2 separate regions of the Mus musculus genome follow, and region 2 is linked to region 1. A link is a contact called in public Hi-C data. All regions are on one chromosome and are shown on one strand. Each heading gives the region's core, a stretch centred on a gene start, on an enhancer-like site or on the middle of the called end of the contact. The rest is flanking DNA. Distances are from core to core; before and after follow the strand shown. Region 1 has its middle 67 kb from the start of Gm31407. Region 2 has its middle 81 kb from the start of Gm31641.

Region 1 (7,141 bases), core at 1,232-3,731:
TGGTAGAATATCTGCTCACAGCTGTCCATGGTACATGTATCTAGATGTCCTGAGCTGTGTGCTGATAGAGGAGTCATAGGAGTGAGGGTCAAGCCTAGGCATGTAAGAGCTGAGTGAGGTCTAGTCCCCGGGTCCCCTTATGGTGATGGTGGCTGCATCATCTCCCAGTGGGGCTCTGTATATTTATGCCAGGGCTCCAGGTGTGAGCGGTGACATTGCTTCATCGTTTGAATAATGACTTTTCCTCAGCAAAACACATTGGCAATGCTTTCTGTTATGTCTATCTGGTCATTGTCACATAGCTCTGTTTCTAATATTTATAAAGTGTGGTTTGGTCTTAGCTGAGCATTTAAAATGTTGATATCTAATTAGTATCACTGGATATTATTTGTGCTCCTCAAAACTAAGAGTTGAGTAGAGATGATTTCTTTGATATGTGTTTCAATCCCTTCCATTATTTTCACATTCCACACTTTTGGCTGTCTCTAAGATCTGTGTATTAAAGGAATTCAACATTTAGCTATTTTGATTCACCCATAAAAATTACTTCTAGCTTCCTGGTTCGGTTGCTACCACACAGACAGCTGTATCATACCGACGCTCCTCCACTCTGGTGTACTTTAGTTTGTGTAACAAATGGATGGTTTTAAGTAATTGCTTCTGTGTTGTCTGCAGAAAAGTTATAAAGGAGAACATAAATTCTGTAGATATTTAGATCCAACATTGTGTAGCTATTTCCTCCAACTTAAACAACTTCCTCCTGGAGGGGATCTCTTAAGACCCAAGGAGTCAACAAAACTTTTAAGAGTCAGGAAGTTCCTGAAATTACAAAGTTAAATACCCCTCCCTAAGGTTGTACAAGTAGGAAGTGTTTCGGGAGAACAGACTTTGAAGCACCCATTGTAAGGCAGGGAGGTCCAGATATGTCTTAGTGAGTGGTCCCTCACACTAGGGTAATCTTGTGTGTGATGCTGCCATCCATGCTTCTGTAAGACACCTGTCACCCTTGCTCTGTCAGTAAATCCATAAACCCATTGTTTCACCAAGTCCACTGTGGTGGGATTGTTCTTTTGGTCTGTTGTGGGTGCTCTGTCTGGGGTAAGTGGACTCGATCTTGTCTCTCCAGGTAAAGCCATGGGTATCTTCACTATCACCTGATGCTGTTCACATTGTGTGTTCTTGAGAATCCCTCTGGTACTTAGCATGTCTGAAGTTTTGTCCTCATTATTAAATATAGGCAATATGTACAAGCTGCATTTCTCACACAACCTATCAAGGACAAATTCTTTCTTATCCTGTGAAAGTCAATTAATTAAAGTATTCCGCTAAGAAGAGCAGATGTTTCTTGAGTGTTCCCCACTTACTCTCTGGTGGGAAGTCTTATTCTCTATTAAGCTATCTGGCTTTGGCTCTAGTTCAGCCCCACATGAGTGTGTCTTGCTCCCCCCTGCTCTGGATGCTAAATCTTTGTTTAGTGGGCCTTCTCTGGCTCCCTTCCTGCTGCAGAAAAGAGTTGAGTTACTGTTATAGCAAATGCATGGTCCAAAAGTCCTAAAAGAGTTACTGTCTCATCCTTTACATGAAATGCTTGCCAACTCCAGTTTAGATAAAATTCATGATGGAGTCTGGGATGGAAATAGATATTTATTAAACTCATTCTATTCTCCAGTTTTCTTGGGATGAGCAAAGCCCTCCATATGTTTTTTGTCATGACTGTAAGTATCCTTTCCAAACAACTGATGCTTCTTGAAGCAGAGCATAGCGCTTCCTATCCATTCAACATGCTTTCCAATTGAGCAAAGAGAGAAATGTCTAATAACACCATGGGCAGGGTAGAAGCTCTTAAAGCACAACAGAGATGACATCAGATGGCGACAAAGGCTTCAGGCTTTAACCCTGCACCCATCAGAAGAGGGACGCAGAGGTCTGAGTCCCATGTGTGGAAGAGCAGCATGAACCTCACCGGGTCGGAGTGCTGCCTTCACTGTAGACCAGAGGTGGAGCTGGTCCACAACACTCTTCTTCCCTCTCCCATGTGCTGGATGGTCTTCCTCTACTTCATACAAGCTAAAGTCATCTGAGAGGAGGAATCCTCAATTGAGAAAAGGTCTAGAGTAGATAGGGTTATAGGCATTTTCCTAATTAGTGATCATTGGGGGAGCGCCCAGCCACTTGTGGGTGATGCCATCCCTGGGCTGGTGGTCTTGGGTTCTATAAGAAAGCAGGCTGAGCAAGCCAAGATGAGCAAGCCATGGGGAGCAAGCCAGTAAGCAGCACCCTCCATGGCCTCTGAATCATCACCTGACTCCAGATTCCTGTCCTGTTTAAGTTCCTGTCCTGACTTCCTTTGATGATCAACAGTGATATTGAAGTGTAAGCTAAATAAACAATTTCCTCGCTAAGTTGTTTTCGGTCATGGGGCTTCATCACGGTTACAGAAACCCAGCCCATGCAACCTTGGTCTGGCTCCTGCAGCCTGGCCACACTGAGGCTCTCAGTTTTTTTCTGTCCTGAAAGAAGAGCAGTGATTTCTTTTGCTACTGCTTTTAAGATGGTTCCAATGAAAAGCCCTAAAACCAAAATGAGTTTCCTTTCCTTAAAATCATTTCTAAATTACCCAGCTTGATGATCACACATTATATATTATGTTAGTATAGGCAAAGCATATGCATCTCAAGGGGGGTCTGGCAAGCCAAGACGTCCCGGCGACTTCCACCACCTTGACAGAAGGGACAGATGGTTGGGCCAGGAGGCTGGAACCTGTTCAGGTTGGAGACGTAACTCCTACAAGCCACTGCCTGCAGAAAGAAAGCCTGTGGAGTGGGCATGGAGCCATGGACTTATAGAGGAACTAGCCTGAAGGATGGTGTCTGTCTGGAAAGAACTGGGAAAGATAATCAGGAGGAAGAACGGGAGAGATGGAGAGACACTGCAGGGACTATCTTCCAGCCTTTAACCTTGAAAGTTTATCTAAAGCAGATCTCAGCCCTCGTTCATAGAAAGTTCAGGTGTAGGCTTCCTCCCAGTGAAGGTTCTCATTGTAGTGAGTGTGGGTTCATTTGGTGGGTGGAGTGGGGGTGGTCTCACTGTGGTGGATGGAGTAGGGGTGAGCTTAGTGCTGAGTCTTTGACGATTCAGTTACTGAAATAAACTGACCTTTTAATGGGTATACAAATGCTGCTGAAGTCACTACCAGTGGTCCCTGGGATGGAAGGTGATGAGCTGGGGTATCCTGTGTGGCATCTTTTACTTTTATGTGTGCTGTGAGCGCATCTAGACCTAGGAGCCAAGTTCATATACAGCTGTGTAGTAAGAGTATAGCTCAGAGGTTGTAGCATATTTACATGTGTACTGGAATCTTCACAAGTGTTGAGGCCTGAAGAAGGGAACATCACAAGTTTCTTACACATTTTTAACAAAATAAATGCAGGAAATCTGTGAATGACATTCAGAATTTAGACATATTGGGGGCATCATTAGACACACTGGGGGCATAACGTGCAGTAGATGATAATAGCTACCCAAGTGAATTTCTTTTATACAGGTTACTACAACTCTAGTGATGAGATCTGATGATAAAAATCTATTTTCTTGCTTGGTAACCGAGGGATGTCCCTTCTAGAAGAATCTTCAGAGTGTATCACATGTAGAAGATGGACCAAATGGCCCTTACATCAGTTATACTTCCTCAGGTAGTTTCAGCTTAAATGGTCAACTCAGCAATCAACGATGGGTCACCTTTAACTCTTCTGGAGAACTCGGTGCTTCCTTCCCAAGGATGCTCCTTTATGGCCAAGGAGTCACGCTCTCAGCTGCTTGCTTAGAGAACTTGTGTGAGTTCAAAGCTTCTTCATGAAGAAGAATCTCTTCGTAGCACTGAAAGAGTGGAAGTTATCAGTGGAAGAAAATTTAATTTGACGGATAAGAGGTAATATCTTGATTTGAGCAAGGCTGACTATTTCAGGCTAATTGGGCATGATTCTTGCCTGTTTTTATTGGATTGTAAATATTTTATATATTCATACTCTGAACATTTTATCTGTGATGTTTCTGATGCATTTTCTGTCTCGTTTTGTCCTTTAACTTTTTTTCATATTTTTGATGTATGGATGTCTCAATCTTTATGACTTTTTCCTTCATTATGTCTCGGAATCAGAAGTTTGCTTTCTCATCTCTAGATCAAAAAAATTTTATGAAGGTTTTTCATTATTGACAGTTTTTGGAATCCACTAGGAATTTGTTTTAGAGAGCAGTATGAAGTTGGAGTTTCAATTTTTTCCTCTCTAAATATTTAACTAGTTATTCTACTCTCCTTCAAAAATTACTATTTTTCTTTTTGTGATGAATTTTTCAGCCTTCTTTTATAATATATGGATTCTCATTTTTATGCTCAGGGCTGCTCTACATGATCTTTTCTGCTCCATTTTTCTCTCTGCTGAGTGCCGAGTTTTCATCCTGAATAACTGCTTGCTAAGTTACTATTACTTAACGGATATTCTCAATATCTGATAGACTTTGACACTCATTTTTCAAATCAATTATTTTTCAAGATTTCTTTTATTATTGATCCAGTTCCATTTCAAAAGTGCAAATCACTGTAATTAAACTGCACATAGTTAGCAAATCAGGAGGAGGCTCCTTAGGAAGAGAAGAGGGTAGTGGGCATGGACATGACAGAATACCTTATAGATGCTTACAGAATTGTTAAAGAATACTTTTCAGAAAAGGTGTCCTAGCACAGGGCATTTAAAAACTATAACATAAATATTTTTATCACCAAAAAAAGACTTTGTTGGGTTGAATGTGTAATTTGGAGAATGGACATCTCTGTTATATCGAGTCTTCTTACCTAGGAAGATGAAAGTCCATATTATGGTAGTCCATGAAGTTTAAAGTGTTTCCTCATATGGGCTCTGAACAGTCTTTCTTATGTTACAATGGTTAGTATTTATCAACTTGCAGGGCATAGAATCACCAGGGTGAGAAGCCCCTTGGAAGATCTACCCAATTATGTCAGGACAACTCATGGGCTGGGAGCCCAGGCTGGATAAAGAGTAGGAAGCAGATTGACCGCCAACATTCCTTCTCTGTCTCCTGATGGTGGACTGAATGCTGAGCTGTCTCACAGCCCCGCTACCATGCTGTCCCGCTATGGTGGACTGCAGGCCTTCAAACTGTCAATGGAAATAAAGCCCTTTCTCACTAGGGTTTTCTTGCCAAGTGTTTTGTCAAAACCAACAAGGGAGATTACACATATTTATTTACATATTTCTCATTGACGACTACATTTTGTTACTATTGTGATGTAAAAGTCTTCACGATCATGTTTTTTAAATTGGTAGTCAATTATTCAAGGGAAAACAACTGATTCTTTGATATCAGGTATTTATTTCTCATTTAACTAACTCTTCATTGGCAAAAAGGTGAATTCTACTGTTCTTTTAAATATATATGAAGCCAATAACAAATGATTAGCCACCAAAGTTGTCTTTTGATTAGGGGACCGAGAGATCCTCATAAATACTTCTGATTCCAAGTCCACTTGAATACAGTTACATCTTACCACAGCTTGTGAAGTTTGCCTTGTGTACAGTATAGATCCTCAAGTCTGATACAGCAAGGCCATCATCCAGGGACTGAGTGCCCCATTCTCTGCTAAGCCAGCACTGAAGGGCAGTGTCTACATGTCCTATTGTCACTTCCTCTCAGGGTTCTCCGGGGAGAATGTTCTAGCATCAGGACAACTTCCTATTAAGGATGAATATAACAAAGGCAATTTCTTAGCAGACTGAGCAATCAACTAAAAGAAAGGAGATTTGCAGTTTGTAGAGTGAAGGAAGCCTCCTTCCCAAGATGCACTGCTTCAGCTCTAAGTGGCCTCAGAGGCTGCCAAACTACCGGCCTGGGAACATTTGGTGGATTGCTTAGTCAGCCTCTGATGGAGCTCAAAACCTTTCCTAAGATAACAGTGCCATGGTAGCCTGGTCTGGGAGAGACAGAGCTGTGGTTTGAAATACAGCTCTTGTCTTAAGTTTCCTCCAGAGAAATGACAAAGACGAGTGACTCTCCTCACAATTCCCCAGCAGGATGCTGTCTTGGTGTTGCATGTAGTAAGACATGGCCACCTGAACATGTATTGTATCTGGAAACTCGCCCATTACCAGGGGCTGATGCTGGTACCTCACTACTTGACCTCTCCACCTCTGGACACATTCTCTTCTTTGTCCTTGTGACACAAGGTCACTGTCTAGGGACATTCTACTGACAGACTGGAAAGCAATGTGGCTGCTGACCAGCTTCTAGGGTGCAATAGCACAGTCTGCTCAGTGGAAACCGTCACCAGCTCTATGCTCAGTCTGAAAGCAAGTACCCATGTTAATAAGCTTTCAGGAACACTTACATCTGACAGAAAAATTTAAAACGTTCATCGTCTGGCAGATGGCTAATTCAAGGACCCAAGTGCAATATAGTCCCCAAGAGACAAAATTGGTAGGTATGTAGGGAAGGAGAATAAGTTTGAAGGGCACTGAAGGGGAGAAACAAATCCTAAAGACAGCTACTTTGTTTGGTCTGCTGAGGGCTGGGATCGTTGTCATGATCCCTAGAGCTGCTGTGCCCACCTGTCATGAGAAATGTGTGAGTTCACATAGGACTCCTGCTTCACCTCATGTGAGTTCACAAGGGACTCCTGCTTCACCTCATGTTCAGAAGCTTTCTTTCATGCGCTCACCATGTTTATCGAGTTCACTCCATGGGGCTGATGAGCAGGCTGCAGACCAGAAGGCAACATGTTATCAGTACAAAGAGAAAAGAGACAGCCTTAAAGACCCAGGGGGACGTCTGAGCTGGAAGGAGAAGGTGAAAACTCTATTAGCCTAGTGAGGAAAGATGCCTTAGGACATTGAGTAGATAACGGAATGTTTCTGGATCCCATGTTTGTGTATTTAAAGGCACAAAGGAGTGATCTTTCCTTTTTGAAGGACCTAGAGGTGAATGAGCGCTTGGAGGTGTCTAGATACAACTGCACTGAAACCAGCGGAGTGACTGCAAGCCAAATGAGATGACCCTCTTTCTACCTCCCTTCCATTTATACACATCATTTTCTGAAGGCTGTGTATGTCTCCACATAGTTCTGTACCAT
Region 2 (6,323 bases), core at 2,515-5,014, 280 kb after region 1:
CAGGAGAGTTCGGTCTTGATATGGCATTAAAAAGATGACTGACAGATGGAACAAGAGACATACTTGAGCCAAAGTCCAAGACAAATTAAAGAGTTCTCCACAGCACAATAGCTGAGCTCTGGAACCAGCTTAGGTGTCCATCAGCCGAGGGCTGGGTAAGAGAAACATGACTCACTCACTGAAGGAGAATAAAGTTACGCTATTTACAGGAAAAAATGCATGAAACTTGAGATCATTACATTAAGTGAATTAGATCATTCTCAGGAAGACTAATTTATTTTATCTCACTAGTGGTCCTTAGACCTTAAAAAAACATAAAACCTCGTGAGTGTGTGTGTGTGTGTGTGTGTGTGTGTGTGTGGTGTGTTTTATATATGTGTGTGTAGTTTGTATGTGTTATATATATGTTATATATATTGTTATATGTGTGTGATATGTGTGTTATATATGTGATATATATGTGTGTGCATATGTGTGTTTTACGTGTGTGTGTGTGTGTGTGTGTGTGTGTGTGTGTGTGTGTGTAAGGGTAAGTGTAGGGAACATGAATTAAACTAACCAGTGAAGAAGCTGGAAATAAAAGAGAGTGCTATGTTTTATGGGGCTCAGGTAGTTCAAGAGGACATGAGACTTCAGAATACAAGAGTTACTGGAAGAGTTAACATCATAGACAGACAGACAGAGGGATAAGAACACGAACAGACAGAGGGAAAAAAAGCACGTTGGGGGGTCTGAGAAAAGTTCAGGCCCCAGCACCAGAGATGTCAGGATGGTCTCTGAGACACTCAAAGCCCACATGGGTCAAGAGAGTGCTTCCTATACCTTGTGAGGGTGGCAGAGGCTCCTAGGAAGAGCCAAGAGCCCACCCTGATTCCTAGGGTGGAGGCAGGAAGGATATGAGAACAGCATGAGGCACCTCTTTGATGCAGACTCTGTTCTCAAGTGAGGCCTTGGCACCAGGAAGCACAGAGTCCCTGTAGAGTGACTGTCAACATCTGTGAGAAGAGGCCCGAGTAAGGGCTGAGCAGAGACCAGTCCTGACACTAAGTTCTTTCTGGAATGATGGGGGGGTGTGCGGTGGGTTGGAGGGGGCCTGAGGAACATGCTCAAATTGTGATATATACTGGCAAATAATCAATGAATAAATAGATGATCTAAAAGAAGGTACCGTCCGAGTAACACTGCTCAGTGACAGGGAGGCAAGTGGCCACGAGGAGGACCCAGGTCTCATCTCGGGGCTCAGTACTGACCCATACCTGGAGCTGTGGGCCAGCTAATGTAAAGGAGGGGCAGGGTAAACTCAGAGCTCCACCCAGCAGCACCTATGGCCAAGTGAGCCAGACTGAAGGAAAAGCCTCAAGCCTGACTTAGAGGGAGCTACTCATGGAGGCGGCAGGGGCATTCATACCCAGTAAACCAGATGCACCCAGGGCTGCCCCTGAGATTGCCCAGCACAGTAGAAACAACCCTAGGGTCACATGTGCAGTGTCAACTGGTTCTCTTGGTTAAGAGGACCTAGGGCCTGGGTGAAGTCCTCTCTGAGACAGCACAAGCCAGTCACCCTCCTTCCTCCATTGCTGGGGTTTAAGTGTATCCTCTCATGGACCAAATGTCAGGGATGTAATCTCAAGAGGGTTCTGCTCTTGAGAGGGGGTTGGTGCAGTTTTCCTGTAAGGAGCAGGGTATTTTAGAAGACCAAGCCTGGCCTTCCTTGGTGTGTCTCTGGTTTCCTCACCTCGCCACGTTCTTTTACAGATGCCTCTGCAAAGAACCTGTTCTCCATGTTGGAATACAGTTGAGAGAACACTCACCTGAGCTGGGACCAGGCTATTTAGACTTGCAACTTCCCAGTGAATTTCTTTTCTTTGTAAGGTTATCAGCTTAAGGTATTTTATGACAGTAATGGGTAGTTAACTGACATACCCAATATCCAGTGAGAAGATTCCTAAGAGAGTGACAGCTGTTCGCCCTGTCCTCCTACATTTCTGGCCCTCCCATCCCCACTCTGATTTGACGAGAGCCTGTTGATCTCAAAGCATTCCCAACAGCCATGCTCAAAGCTGCTGGTTTCAGAGAAGTTGGTTGAAAGTAGCTGTCATGGAGCCTCTGGTTACCCTCTAGAGCCAGGCTTCATTAACAACAGTCAGAAGCCCCTTAGCCCCTCCACACTACACTGCATCCTCTGATAGCGCCACATGCCTTGTCGCCTGGACTGCTGGCTCAGAAGCATTCAGGAGCTTTTGCCAGACAAGAAAGACCTCAGGCTCACCCTGGGCCCACACCCGAGTCTGTCTTTTATAAGATCTTAAAGCTACTTCCTTCAGGGCACATTAAACTCTAAGAATCTTTGGTCTCCTCGGTGTCAGCTGTGGTAACTGTACCTTCCCTACCAGTCAGTACCTTGGAGAAAAAAAGACAGACAGACAGAGGGAAGAGAGAAACAAAGGAAGGAAGAAAGGAGGGGAGAAGAAGAAAGGAGAGAAATGGGAGAAAGAAGAGAAAGGAGAACACAGGAGTTTAGGAAGAAGGAAGAGGTAAAGAAATAAAAGGATGCAGAGAAGACAGAAGGAGGCAGTGAGGGAAAGAGATTAAGATGGAAGGAATGGACAAAGGGATAGAGAGAAGAGAGAGTGGGAGACTGGGGAAGTAGGATGTGACAGGGAGAGAAAAGAGGAGAGAGATACAGAAAGGCAGAGACAGCGAGACACACAGAGATGAGAGAGATGCAGAGACAGACAGAGAGCCAGAGACAGAGAGAGAAAGAGAGAAAGGAGAGAGAAGAGATGAGAGAGACAGAGAGACACAGAGAGCGACAGAGACAGCAAGATACAGCGAGAAAGGGAAAAGAGAGAGAAAGACACACAGAGAGACAGAGACAGACAGAGAGACACACAGAGAAAGCGAGAGACAGAAAGAGAGAGAAGAGAGGAGAGATACAAAGAGAAACAGAGAGAAAGAGAGAAAGAGAGAGAGGAGAGAGAGAGAGAGGGAGGAGAGAGAGACACAGAGACAGAGAGACAGATTTCACGTTCAGCCTGATCTTTAACATCTAAAGCTTTAGCCAGTGGATGACACTGCAGGGTGGGACTAAGGACCTTGGAATGAGAGGCCTCCTTTTTCACTGCCTTCCTCTTCCTAAAACTCAAGCTTATTCACAGTTCCTGTAAAGGATATTAAGCCTCGGAGATTACAGGCACTTCGTCACTGGGGGATCGGGAAGGGGAAGGGATCGCACTAAACCTAGAGTTAGCCTGAGTGCAACTAATTGAAACCCTCAATTAATAGGATCAGCTTCCGCCTTCAGGACAAAAGCAAACACTACGAAGACAAATTAGCACTGGGATTTTTCCGTCATCCCCCTCTGGTGACATTCTGAACGCACTGACTACTGGGTACACAAGGAGCTTTGTGGGTTGTTGACAGCAGGCTGGGAAGACCAGGCTTGCCAGCCTCGCTCTGGATGGGCCTGCCACCTTAGCAGGCTGCGTCCTGTCTGAGCTTCATTTCTGGCCTGTGCAGTAGGGACTAAAATAACAACCATCTATTCAGAGAGCCTTGGCTGAGAGAAGTTGGGCTTGCTCCCAGGTCTGGGTTCCCTTCAACCTCCCTGTCTCCAGATCCTCCTGTCAAAGCACAGCTTGGGTGCACTGTACGCGCGCGCGCGCGCACACACACACACACACACACACACACACACACACACACGGTCTGAGTCCGCCAGCAGAGGGCGTGTTTTCCCCACAGCCTGGGGTTGAGGCGAAGGCTTTTTCTGTTTAAAACCAAAGCTACCCACAAAGGATGGGATAAGGGTAAAGAGTGCTACCGGAGGTGCTGAGCTGGTTTAGGAAACACTGGCACCACCTTCTGGAACATCGCGGTATTGACGTCCCCGTGGAAGAAAGCTGGTTTCCGGCAGGCATAGTGTGTCTTGCGCCAATCTTGGAACCTCAAGGCTCTAACAGTTTTCTTTTCTTTTCCTCTGTCATTTTCCAATCTCCTCTCACTCTTAGTTTTTCCAGCCAGGCTGACCTGGAATTTGCTGTGTAGCAGAGGGTGACCTTGAACTCCTGATACCCCTGCTTCCATTGCCCAAATGCTGGGATCAACAGGCACGAGCTACCTTACCTGCAGTTTTTCCTCTTATATTCCTGTACCTCCTGGGATATAGCCAGAGTCTTACGCATACTGAGCTAGTGCTTTAATTCTGTATGTATTCTATCTCAGCCTCTGGTAATCACTCTTTACCGGGGTTTTGCGTGTCTTCCTTCTGTTTCCCAATGCAAGCCTTTCCCTGACTGTCTGATTAAGCGCAGCCTCTATAGTGAGGACTCTGTGAGTGTTTTATGCTCCCCCTTCCAGTAGAGGGCCCTTTCATCTCACAGACTGTTCAAAGCTCTGTGGCAAGGCAGTTAGGTGCTGGCCCCGGAACTGAGAACTCCACCTCCAGTCAATGTTCTGTTTCGACGTGGTGACTTAGGCAGGTGAGAGTCCCTGTCGCCTCAGTTTCCTTGTCCATAACAAGGCTGACTGCAGAAGCCACCCGGAATAGTCAGACACCCAGAAACCAGGACCCTATTTTCAGACTCAGCTGGGGGCACCTGGGAGCAAGGGTGGAGCCTACAGCAGAACTAGAGATAGGACCAGCCTCTTCTCTGCCTGGCCAGACTCAGTTTCCTTGGCCACCTCGTTTAACAATTGGCTACTAAGTGAGCAGAGGCCATTATGTACTGTGTTAAAATAAGACCATTCCGGGCAGTCTGACTAAAATCATTCCCCATGCCTGTTTGCTCCATTAGATCACATGCATACATTTCCCCAGTTAAATTAATCGGAATGATGGACTCCATCTTTAAAGGCAATGGAATAATAAATTGCCGTTATCCAAACAGGGAAATAGGCTCTGTGGGAGAGCGTCACACCGCAGCTTCACGGTGCTCTACTACGCGAAGGTCTCCTTTCTACCCGCACTCTCTCACTCAGAGAAATCAGCCCTTTAAAATTGCAGGCGTCTGATGGAGCAATAGAGAATGAACCTACACAGACTGAAGGATGCTGGGAGTCCAGACCCACGCTTTGTGAAGAACCACAAGTCTGTGACCACAGAGATGTCTTGCCATCATGCTCTTCCTGAGGGCATCAAAGAATTGGTCTCTGCTATTACTGGAAACCCTGAGGGCAGCACCACTGGGCCACTTGGGCTGGCTCTCTTCCCCTCAGAGACTGCCCCTCTGCCCTGTTATTCAGTGGAGTAGCAAGTCCCATAGGGAAAGCCCAGTGATATAGTGGAGATGTGGGTCCATGTTCCGCCTCGCCGCTGGGGTGTGTGAACGCCGCTCCGGAAGACAAAATGCAGGGGCGCTAGGCTACGTTCCATCTTCATCACCATCTGGGTGTCTGGAACACTTGATACTCGCTCAGGGAAGATGGAAGGCAGCCTAAGATGGGGACCCCAACCCCGGTGAGAAACCGCACAGGCTGGAGCCAAGGCTGTGGTTCTCAAAGCTCCCAGGCACCCAGACGCTGCTGGACTTCATGAGATGGGAATGGGCCCCCTCAGGCCAGTGCTGAGCCTAGGGTTGGAGGGTGTGGGGAATCTGACTTAGCCTAGAGTGAACGTCTAGAGCTCAGGGGCCTTCTGCGCCGTGTGACTCTGTAATGAAGGCCTTTCCCCACATCAGGTCTTATGAGAGAGACAGTCCTTGCTTGTTCAAATTGTTTATTCATAGTGGAAAAATGGATGCATACAACTTACTCAGGGTGGACCAGAGGTTAAATACCTTTTGCAGGAGGGAATGTCTGGGAAAGGGAACCTTATTGGCTAAACCCTGAGGCGGCCCGTCTAGATACCCCATTAGCATGGAGAACTCTAGGCTCTAAGCTACATGACCAGTTGCCACGGTCTTCTTAGTGGGGTGTCGTGGTCACGTGCTCCGGCACAGGAACTGGATTGGGAGCAGATTCAATCGCCTTCTGTTATCAATTGTGAGACTTGCTGGGATTTCTTAATCTGCCCGACCTTCCCAGTTTTTCTGTCTAGTGATATGGTTCTCCTTGCCTCACATGGAGACAGTGACTGGATCTTGGAAGGTGAGGCCTGACAATCTGCAAGAGGCATAGTTCCAATGACTGCCATGTCCCCGTCCCCGTCCCCCCCCCCCCCCCCTCCGCACAGCCTGGTGACCATAAGTGAATCTGCCCAGCCAGGGCTTCTCCTTGCTTCTTCTTCTTTAGGGTCATTTTCTAATTAAAGAAAAACTATATTCACTCTCTTCCCCACAGAGTGTGAGCTAGACAGTATTGCATGAAATTGACTCATACAGGCA

What was found. Hi-C and Micro-C count contacts between places; a contact is called where the count stands out from the background.
Region 2: a contact with region 1 is called in a Hi-C map of cerebellar granule neurons, with 2.4 times the contacts expected there. The contact joins two enhancer-like sites. A contact is called at or near these places in 6 of 484 Hi-C or Micro-C datasets (cerebellar granule neurons, cortical neurons and embryonic stem cells).

The regions. Positions count from the first base shown.
Region 1 is chr16:95,061,815-95,068,955 of GRCm38.p6, forward strand. No RefSeq gene overlaps it. Among named protein-coding and RNA genes, the nearest start is that of Gm31407, 67 kb to the left of the region's middle. Within about 2 kb of position 2,482, at least 2 of the 459 cell types and tissues checked have an H3K27ac peak or open chromatin away from gene starts, as enhancers often do. A contact at or near this core is called in cerebellar granule neurons, where this site is marked.
Region 2 is chr16:95,337,842-95,344,164 of GRCm38.p6, forward strand. No RefSeq gene overlaps it. Among named protein-coding and RNA genes, the nearest start is that of Gm31641, 81 kb to the left of the region's middle. Within about 2 kb of position 3,765, at least 55 of the 459 cell types and tissues checked have an H3K27ac peak or open chromatin away from gene starts, as enhancers often do. A contact at or near this core is called in cerebellar granule neurons, where this site is marked.